Regions from separate parts of the Pan troglodytes genome. Here region 2 is linked to region 1. Evidence: chromatin contacts called from public HiChIP or PLAC-seq data. All regions are on one chromosome and are shown on one strand. Each heading gives the region's core, a stretch centred on a gene start, on an enhancer-like site or on the middle of the called end of the contact. The rest is flanking DNA. Distances are from core to core; before and after follow the strand shown. Region 1 holds the start of EID2 (EP300 interacting inhibitor of differentiation 2). Region 2 holds the start of FBL (fibrillarin).

The links. HiChIP or PLAC-seq counts read pairs in DNA pulled down with a chosen protein or histone mark.
Region 2: an H3K4me3 HiChIP or PLAC-seq map of stem cell-derived excitatory neurons shows a contact between it and region 1, with 7 times the contacts expected there. The contact joins the promoter of FBL here to the promoter of EID2 in region 1. A contact is called at or near these places in 1 of 7 Hi-C or Micro-C datasets (stem cell-derived neural progenitor cells), 1 of 1 datasets of contacts at active chromatin or transcription factors (stem cell-derived excitatory neurons) and 1 of 1 other capture datasets (stem cell-derived neural stem cells).

The regions. Positions count from the first base shown.
Region 1 is chr20:42,677,714-42,682,325 of NHGRI_mPanTro3-v2.0_pri, reverse strand. EID2 (EP300 interacting inhibitor of differentiation 2) reads left to right here and starts at 3,059. Exons shown (of 1, transcript XM_003316349.6): 1 at 3,059-4,598. The coding sequence starts at 3,082. The coding sequence ends at 3,933.
Region 2 is chr20:42,917,312-42,922,520 of NHGRI_mPanTro3-v2.0_pri, reverse strand. It overlaps FBL (fibrillarin), which reads left to right and starts at 3,936. Exons shown (of 9, transcript XM_016935931.2): 1 at 3,936-4,079. The coding sequence starts at 4,070.

The DNA.
Region 1 (4,612 bases), core at 1,810-4,309:
TTTTTTAGAGACAGGGTCTTGCTATGTTGCCCAGGCCTGGTCTGGAATTCCTGGCCTCGAGCAGTCCTCCTGTCTTGGCCTCCCATAGTGCTGAGATTACAGGCGTTAGCCACCACGCCCAGCCAAGAATCTATGTCTTTTTTTTTTCTTTTTCTAGACAGAATGTCACTGTGTCGCCCAGGCTGGAGTGCAGTGGCGGGATTCTCCAGGAGAATCACTTGAACCTGGATGGTGGAGGTTGCAGTGAACCAAGATACCATGCCACTGTACTCCAGCCTGGATGACAGAGCCAGACTCTCTCAAAATATATATATTAATTGGATTCAAATTCTCTTTCTCTCTCTCTCTCTCTCACACACACACACACCTCTGCTGTAAAGATTTTAAGCAATATGGAGCCCCTGATCCCAGCTGCCTTCATGGTTTAGTCTGCAACATGGTTGCAATCATCCTCAAGTCATCCCGAAATACTGGCAGTGAATTACAAAGATGCTGCAGCCACCGCAGGCACAGTCTTGGGAGCAACAGCAAACCTGGACTACCTCTCAAATTTTTGTTTGTATCCCCTCACATCATCACCAAGTTGTTCTGCCTTCCTCTATTTGTAGCTTCTTATTTTAGTTCACTTCATTTTCCTAGAACCATTTTTATATCACTTCTGGATCTAATAAACCATCATTTTACTTAGAGCAATTTCTATTCTTAGAAAATCAGAGGGCCTTTCAGCTTCTGCTGTAAGGTGACTCTTAGTCCAGAGAACAAGATTATATCCGCTTCTGTAGGATTACAGCAAATTACTATGCTTTCTACTTCTTCCTGTGATAATATATGTTGTCACCTAAGTCTGGAACTTCCTTTGTTAAATATTTGTGACTCTCCAGGCAGCCTGAGGGTGAGAACAATAAATCTGTCTCCAGCCTAGCCTGGGAGCTGCCTTAAAGGAGCCGCACACTTAGTGATTGCAGAGATGCTGGTGGGAAGCAGCGAGTAGACTAGCTGTTGTGTTTTATTAATTTGGTGCTTGGACCAGGAAAATTAAAATGCAGCCTTGTGCTCTGTGGATGAGACCTTACTGCCTCAGAATAGCTACTTCTGATAGGGCAGAGAACGATAAGTCACTTAAGTCATTTGTTGATGGTCATGAATCATGGCATCATGACGGGGACCACCACCAGCAAAATCAAATCAAATTATTTTGTTTGTTCACATTAATCAGAACAAAGAGAAATTAATTGGAGAGTCAGTATATAAGATGCATGTTTTAATATTACAAGATCCATAAAAGAATGGTAATAAGCCGGGCACGGTGGTTCACGCCTGTAATATCAGCACTTTGGGAGGCCAAAGCCTGGCGGATCATGAGGTCAGGGGTTCGAGACCAGCCTGGCCAATATAATAAAACCCTGTCTCTACTAAAAATACAAAAATTAGCCGGGCATGGTGGCGCGCACCTGTAATCCCAGCTACTCAGGAGGCTGAGGCAGGAGAATCACTGGAACTGGGAGGCAGAAGTTGCAGTGACCCAAGATCACACCGCTGTACTTCAGCTTGGGCAACAGAGCGAGACTTCATAAAAAAAATGGTAATGAATATAATAACTATCAAGAAAATAAAGTATTTATAAACCATAATGAAAATGTAGGCGGGAGGCCGAGTGCTGTGGCTCACGCTATAATCCCAGCACTTTGGGAGGCTGAGGCAGGCGGGTCGTTTGAGCCCAGGACTTTGAGACCAGCCTGGGCAACATAAGGAGACCCTGTCTCTACAAAAAAAATAAAAATTAACTGGGTGTGGTGGTGCACACCTGTAGCCCCAGGTACTCAGGAGGCTGAAGTGGGAGGATTATTTGAGCTCGGAAGGTTGAGGCCACGTTGAGCTGTGATTGTGCCACTGCACTCCAGTCTGGGTAACAGAATGAGATGAAAGAAAGAAGGAATGAAGGAAGGAAGGAAGGAAGGGAGTGAGGGAGGGAGGGAGGAAGAGAAAATGTGAATGGATGAATCTCATAAAAATAATGCACAAAAAAACAGATACAAGAGTGTATGTGAGAAAACATTTTAAATGGTCCATTTCTGAGGCATGATAAATCTAAGTACTGGCAGCCAGCCTGCAAATATAACAAACTGCAGGGCTCATCCACCTAGAAGGTCACAATAAGGGAACAGAATGTAGAGGCGGGGTCAGCCCATAAAAGGCAAGAAAGTGGCCGGCGCAGTGGCTCACGCCTGTAATCCCAGCACTTTGGGAGGCCGAGGCAGGCGGATCACGAGGTCAAGAGATCGAGACCATCCTGGCCAACATGGTGAAACCTCGTCTCTACTAAAAATACAAAAATTACGCAGATGAGTGTGTTTCTCACATAGATAAAGTTCAGAATACAAACCAAACTAAACTACAGCATTAGGAATGCACCCTTAGGTGGTAAAATGAAAAGAAAAACAAGAAAGTGATTACCATAAGTATCAGCATCGTTGTTACTTCTGCGTAGAAAGGAAAGGATAGTGATAATAAGAAGAGGAAGGGTTCTGGGATGCTGGAAATATTCCACTTCTTGGCCTGTGTGGTAGTTAAATGGATGTTCACTTTGTGATAAATCATTCAGCTGTATATTTATGTTTTGTTTACTTTTCTGCATGTTATATTGCACAAATAAGATTCGAAAAACAAATGTCCAAGGTAGTCAATGCAATGTTAAAGATAACACGAAAAGACTATAATTACAAAGCTTTGGAAGCTAGGACGATCCGTATGGATGAAGACAGGCAAAGGAATGAATGAAAAACAATTTAAAAATCCAGAAAAGACCATGAATCTAAAATATCTTGATATATAATAGAGGTGGCACATAATCACTGGAGAACAAAGAGAAACACCCTAGGACAGAACCTTGAGAACGCCTACAAGAAGCGATCTCGTAAGCGTTCCTCATAAACATCAAACTGGTTGAAATGTCCCCCGCCCTTCGTCGTTGGGATGTTTCAGATGCGTTGGCGCTTCCCGGCCTCGAGGGGGCATCTGGAGAACGGCGGGCGCCGGGAAAGTACGCATGCGCACTGCTCCCAGGGTTTGCGGTAAGAATCTATGCTCTCGCGCCCGGTTACGCACACTGCATTTACAGTGCGCATAGCGCCCACGCACGCGCACTGCCGTGTCCGCCGGGCATCGCGCTGTCCAGTTATTCCAGTTTCTCTGGGAGCAGCCGAGTTGACCCCACGGTCTGAGATGTCCAAGCTGCCCGCAGACAGCAGTGTCCCGCAGACAGGCGCGGCGAATGGTGACAGAGACGTCCCGCAGGCGGAGGTAGGCCGCGGGAGGCGGGAGCCGGCCCCGGCACAGCCTGAGGAGGCCGGGGAAGGCGCGATGGCGGCGGCCAGGGGAGGCCAGGTGCCGGCGGCCAGGGAAGGTCGGATGGCGGCGGCCAGGGCAGCCCCGGCGGCGGCAGCCAGGGGAGCCCCGGTGGCAGCGGCGGCGTTGGCCAGGGCAGCCGCGGCGGGCAGGGAAAGCCCGGCGGCGGCGGCGGCCAGGGAAGCCCGGATGGCGGAGGTCGCCCGCTTGCTGGGGGAGCCAGTGGACGAAGAGGGTCCCGAGGGCAGGCCCAGGTCCAGACACGGGAACGGAGGCCTGGCTGCGTTGCCCTATCTCCGTCTCCGCCACCCACTTAGCGTTTTAGGCATCAATTACCAGCAGTTTCTCCGCCACTATCTGGAAAATTACCCGATTGCTCCCGGCAGAATACAAGAGCTTGAAGAACGCCGCAGGCGATTCGTGGAAGCCTGCAGAGCAAGGGAAGCAGCGTTTGATGCCGAATATCAGCGAAATCCTCACAGGGTGGACCTCGATATTTTAACCTTTACGATAGCTCTGACTGCCTCTGAAGTTATCAACCCTCTGATAGAAGAACTTGGTTGCGATAAGTTTATCAATAGAGAATAGTTATGTGGTGACACTACTTCAAGAGAACCTCTGCATTCCAGTCATACCAATCCTGCAACTTGATTTTCAGAAGTCAAGAGTATATCGCGATAAGACAGTGCACAGGTGGAGGGGAAAAAAAGGGGGAGGGGGAAGCTTATCTTGAAAAAGCATCACAGAAGTAGAAAAAAATGTCGAAAGCATTATAACTGTAACGTTCTTTGAGTTTGTGATTGATCCACATTTTCCCCCCTGCATTATGGAAAATGTCTCTCAGTATTGCTTTATTGCAAAGTAAAGGATGGTTTTATAAAATTGAGACTGATGAAACATCAATACTAGAGCCCATGAGGATGAAAGAAATTATCAAATAGTGCTGAACAGAATAAGATGTTAACGCTGAGTTATTAGGACTGGAAGGCTATGAAAAGAACTTGAAATTGTCGGAATATGTGCTCTCTTCATGTCGTATTCAATAGAAGTTTCTAGTTTAAGATTGATTTTGTGTTTTCTTAGGCATTTCAAGTGACAAGCAAAGTAAATGTATATATTATGTGATAAATCATGTTTTCAAGAACGTCAAATTTATGGACTTTTTTCTTTCAATTTTTAATTTTTAAAGTTTTTTTGGTATAAAAAAATCCATTCACAAGCCAAAAAATATATAAAATATACAGTGAAAAGCCTTCCATTCTTGTTT
Region 2 (5,209 bases), core at 2,687-5,186, 240 kb before region 1:
TCCTAAAATACCATAGACTGAATGGTTCCAATAACAGAGATTTATTTCTTACAGCTCTGGAGGCTGGAAAGTCCAAGATCAAGGTGCTGATTGATGTGATTCTCTGTGAGGGCCCTCTTCCTGGGTTGCATCTCTCCCTCTCTCCCTCTTAAAAAGTCACTAATCCTGGCCGGGCACGGTGGCTCACACCTGTAATCCCAGCACTTTGGGAGGCCAAGGTGGGTGGATCACCTGAGGTCAGGAGTTCGAGACCAGCCTGACCAACATGGAGAAACCCCGTCTCTACTAAAAATACAAAATTAGCCGGGCGTGGTGGCTCATGCCTGTAATGCCAGCTACTCTGGAGGCTGAGGCAGGAGAATCGCTTGAACCTGGGAGGTGGAGGTTGCCGTGAGACGAGATCATGTCATTGCACTCCAGCCTGGGCAATAAGAGCAAAACTCTGTCTCAATAATAATAATAATAATAATAATAATAATAATAAAGTCACTAATCCCATAATGAGGGTTCTACACTCATGACCTCCTCCAACCCTAATCCCTCCCAATGCTGTCACTTCCAAATACCATAACAATGGGGGTGAGAACTTCAACAAGTGAATGTGTGGGGAGACAATTCAGCCCATGGCAATGTGTTATCTATACCATCAACAGGGTGGGAAAAAATGGAGAATGAATAGACTAGGGGCAAGTGATAGGATTGCTGGTCAGCATTAAGCATTTGGGTTTGTAGTCATGAATCAAAACTGAGACCAGCCAGGGTGATTCTGTATTTTTCTCCATCCACATTCAGCTGCCAGGGGTGCAGGTGCAGAATAAATGGAGGGTTGAATTCAGTTCATAGTTTGGAGGTATGCAAAGGTGTGGTGATAATGATGGTGGGGAATCTGGCTAGGTAGTTGAGAGTGGTGTGGCCATGATTGGGGGAGGGATAGCAGCAAGTCAGACAGCTTAATGGATGGTTAGGGCTGAAGGCTCACTGGTGCAATCTTTAGAAGGAGTGAGCTGGAGAGACAGGAGGTGACGGGCAGAGCGTGAGATGCATGGAGCTGAGATTCTGTAGGGGCTGTGGTTATGCGGTTGTTGCCATCTAGAATGGGTCCTTCTCCCCCACCAGGCTGGGACCTCTGGGGCTGTCACAGTTATGTGTTGTTGTGTGTTCCCAGCACAAGGTCTAGGTGTGATCATGGGAAAGAAGGGTTGGGTGGAGGACAAGTGCAGTGGGGGAGAGGAGGTCAAGGCACCAAGAGGCCAGAGTGGTAAAAGGATCATTTACCTGAATTTGAAAATCACCAAGAATAATGATGGGAGTGGTGTGGGTGACAGTGAGCCTGAAGCTAAATGACAAGGTGAGCAGAGGTGACTTGGGAGTCAATGGGTCTAGCAGCACAAAGGGGAGCAGGTGCTACAGTGTGACTGTGTAAGCTTCAGACCTAGGGTTCAGGGAGGAGGCAGAGACAATGGTTTAGAAGTGCCAGTGAGGAGCAAGGATGCTCTTCTCCCATCTACAGATCCAGTGGACATGAGGGCTGAGAAGGAGAAAACAGCCCCGCTTGGAAAGGGAGGTCTTCAGGGCAGAGTCCTCCTTAGAGCAAGAAGGTCACAGGAAGGTTCAGAGGGAGTTGAGGAAATGGGGAATATTGGGAAAAGCCCTCAAGGGCTTCGCTATCCCTGCCCTGCCCTGCCTGCCAGTGTCTCCTCCATCCCCCTCCCACCTCTCTGCCTGGGCCTCCCCTATCCTGGCCCTGAGCCCCCTGCCTGGGGCTCCCCAATCCCATTTCTGCCGGCGCTTCCCCCATTGCCCTCCTACCCCTCTGCCTGTCCCAGCCCTGACCCCTCTGGGCCTACACTGTTTGGGAACCTGTCTGTCTCTCCTATTGGACTGGCAGCTCCAGGAGGACAGGACCCGGGGCTGTTTTAGCCACCATTGTGTCCCCGGCACAAGACCAACAGGCACCTCCACCACTAATTACTTACCGATAGAGCCAATTTCAGGTCTTCAGAGCAAGCTAGCAGGCAAAGTATCTCAGAAGCAGGAGATGGTGCCAGGATTCCAAGAAATAGGGCTGGAATCCCCTAAATCTGCACTGCACTCTGAGTACTTTTGTCCTTTAGAAGAAAAATATTAATTAGAAGGCAAATAGTAAAATCCATGTGAAATAGGTAACATTATCCGGAATCGGACCCACTGGAATCATTGCACATCTAGAAATCCAGAATAGACTCAACTATTTCATCTCATAGTTTTTAAAAAGTTTTTTTTGTTTGGTTTTTGTTTTTGTTTTGGGACAGGGGTGTCGCTCTGTGACCCAGGCTGGAGTGTAGTGGTGCAGTCATGGCTCATTTCAGCCTAGACCTACCGGGCTCAAAGGATCCTCCTGCCTCAGCCTCTTGAGTAGCTGGGACTACAGGTGCAAGCAACCATACCCAGCTAATTTTTTATTTTTTGTAAAGATAAGGTCTCACTCTGTAGCCCAGGCTGGCCTTAAGCTCCTGGGCTCAAGCGATCCTCCTGCCTCGGCCTCCCAAAGTGCCTGGATTACAGATGTGAGCCACTGCCCCGACCGGTTCTGAAAAGTTTAAGCAGATTTTCCATCATAATATCTAAACAATCTTTCAGGAATGTTTCTGTGCAAATTGGTGGCATTCCACAGCCGGAACACTGTACACAGAGAACTCACAACGGTATGAGGCCATCCATTCATTCAACAAACATTTACTGGGCACCCAGAGGCCTGTCCTAGGCCTAGAGTGATAGAGCAGTGAATGGAACAGAGTCAACATCTAGGCTCTGGACTGGTAGGTTCTTCTGGAGTTTTTCGGTAACTTCTCATAACAGCAGTTGTCTTGCTTTGCAGAATGAATATAGGGATGGATACTGATATTACACAATTACAAAGCACAAAATTCTTAATACTTAAGCAGAATCTGTTGACCCCTGACGCCGCTCTCTGCCCCCACTCTGATCTGTCCATCCTTTTCTTCTGATTCACGGCAGCAGCCAGTCCTTGGTTTTCCTGCTTTCACCCTCACTCCTGCAGTCTGCTTCCCACATGCAGCCAGAGGGACCTGTGTCAGATCACATTCCTTCTCCGCTTGGAACCCTTCCATGGTTCCATCTTACTGCCTAAGTCCTCACTATGTCCCACAAAGCTCCGCAATCTGCCCTTGTTAGCTACCCGCCCTTATCTCTTCTTACTCTCCACCTTGCTCACTTTGCCCCACCCACCCTCCTCATTGTCTCTCCAACTTCCCATATCTTTCCTTCCTCAGGGCCTCTACATCTGCAGATCTCTTCCCTGCTTGGAACTCTCTTCCCCTAGATAGGTGCATGCCTCACTCCTCACTTCCTTCAGCCCTTTAGCTCAAAAGTCTCCTGATGCATTCCTTGACCACCGTGCCAAAAAAACAAAAATCATTTGCCCTCCAAAATCTCTATCCCCTTTCCCTGCTGTTATTTTCTCCAAAGCACTTATCGCTTTCTAACATTCAACATGTTTGGTGTCTATTGCCTCCATTAAAAAGATGAACTCCAGGAGAGTGGAGATTTTTATGTCTCGTACACCGCTGTATTCCCAGCTCCTAGAACAGCACCTGGTACACACGAGGTGCACTGTAAATGTTTTTCGGATGTTTGAATGGAAGCCCAGAGTCGGTCACTGTTCTTGGGGCTGGAAATGTATCGGGGAAGCCTTTTTGGGTGTACAGGGGCCAGAGGGATTTAGCTAGGAATACAAAAGAGGGCACAGCCCGTGCGAAGGCTATGAGCCCTGATTATTGGGGTGCTCGCATTGGGGAAGAGGAAACCGGAAGCGAGTTTAGGGTTTGGGAAGGCAGAGAGCGAGAGCAGCGGGTCGCGTGTCGACGGGCTCGAGAATCCAGGCTCACTGCGCGTGCGCCGAGCTCTGGGCGGGGCAGGGGCCAGGGAAGGGGCCAGGGGGCGGGGCTACGCGGTTGCGTCACGCGGCGCACGTCGCCGCGCGCCTGCGCTCTTTTCCACGTGCGAAAGCCCCGGACTCGTGGAGTTGTGAACGCCGCGGACTCCGGAGCCGCACAAACCAGGGCTCGCCATGAAGCCAGGTCAGGCTGGGGTGAGGGTCCGGGGTCAGGGACGGAGGCCGGGCGGGAATCCGGGTGCCAGGCCAGAATCGGAGGGGTGGGGCCTTGGCCTGGGGGCAGGGGTTCTGAGCACGGGTTCCAGTCTCCTGTGGGAAGGGGGATTCTGATTCCAGCAGGTCTAGGGGTTTGTGACTGGCTTCAGAGGTCACGGTCGTGAGTCGAAGAAGGCCGTGGGCCTGGCATTGGGGGTGTTGACGTGGGGTTCGTCTCATTGAGGCCGTCTAATAGGGATTTTGGATATTGGGCAGGAGGCGGCACTCAAGGGTCTTGGGCTAGAGTTTGGATTCAGGCATCTGGAGTCTTGGATCGCTGGGCGTGTTTTGGGAATCAGGCTTGGGTCGGAGATGGAGAGTTCCTGACCTTGGGTCCTGGAGCTGTGTGTGGGAAGCCCCCATTTGCCTTCCCTGTCGCTGCCACCACCACCATCCCCTTATCCCGCATCCCAGCTTTTCCAAGTGGGCCGGAGTGGATGAGGACTCCCCGGTTGGCCGTGTGCGGCGCTCTCCGGTTCACTTTCCCGCCTTCTGCACTTACAGGGGGGCGGATCCCCGGGGATGGAGTGGAGATTTGGGGATTAAGATTTCCACCTCCGGGGCGAGACTTAACAAGCTCGGCATTAGTCTGGGGTGGTGGGGCGGGTGGTTGTCACAGGAGGTAAGTAGTTTTATTCTTAAGATTTTCCACTAGATTCTGCTGAAACCACTCCCCTCATGGTGGAATGATGAGGGGGTCCTGGCTTTGACAGCAGAAGGGCCTCAGTTCAGTGTTTCAGCTCTTGCTCAGCTTCTTAGCCTGCTGTGTGAACTTGGGCAAGTGGCTTTACCTCTCTGAGCCTCTGTTTTCTCATCAATAAAATGGCGCCAGTTAGGATTAAGCGACGTTAAAAAAAATAGCACAGTGCTTGACATATAATAGTATTAGCTCTAATTGTTACCTTTATCTTTCTCAAAGAGAACAAAATTAGAATCCTTCTCGGTGGTGCCTGAGCACTTCCTCCATCTGGCCTGCCCAACCCGCACTCATCTGTGTGAGAACTTGCTTCATTGAGTTTGGAGAATTTCCACCATGGCCCAAAGGGTCTGTTTTCCTAG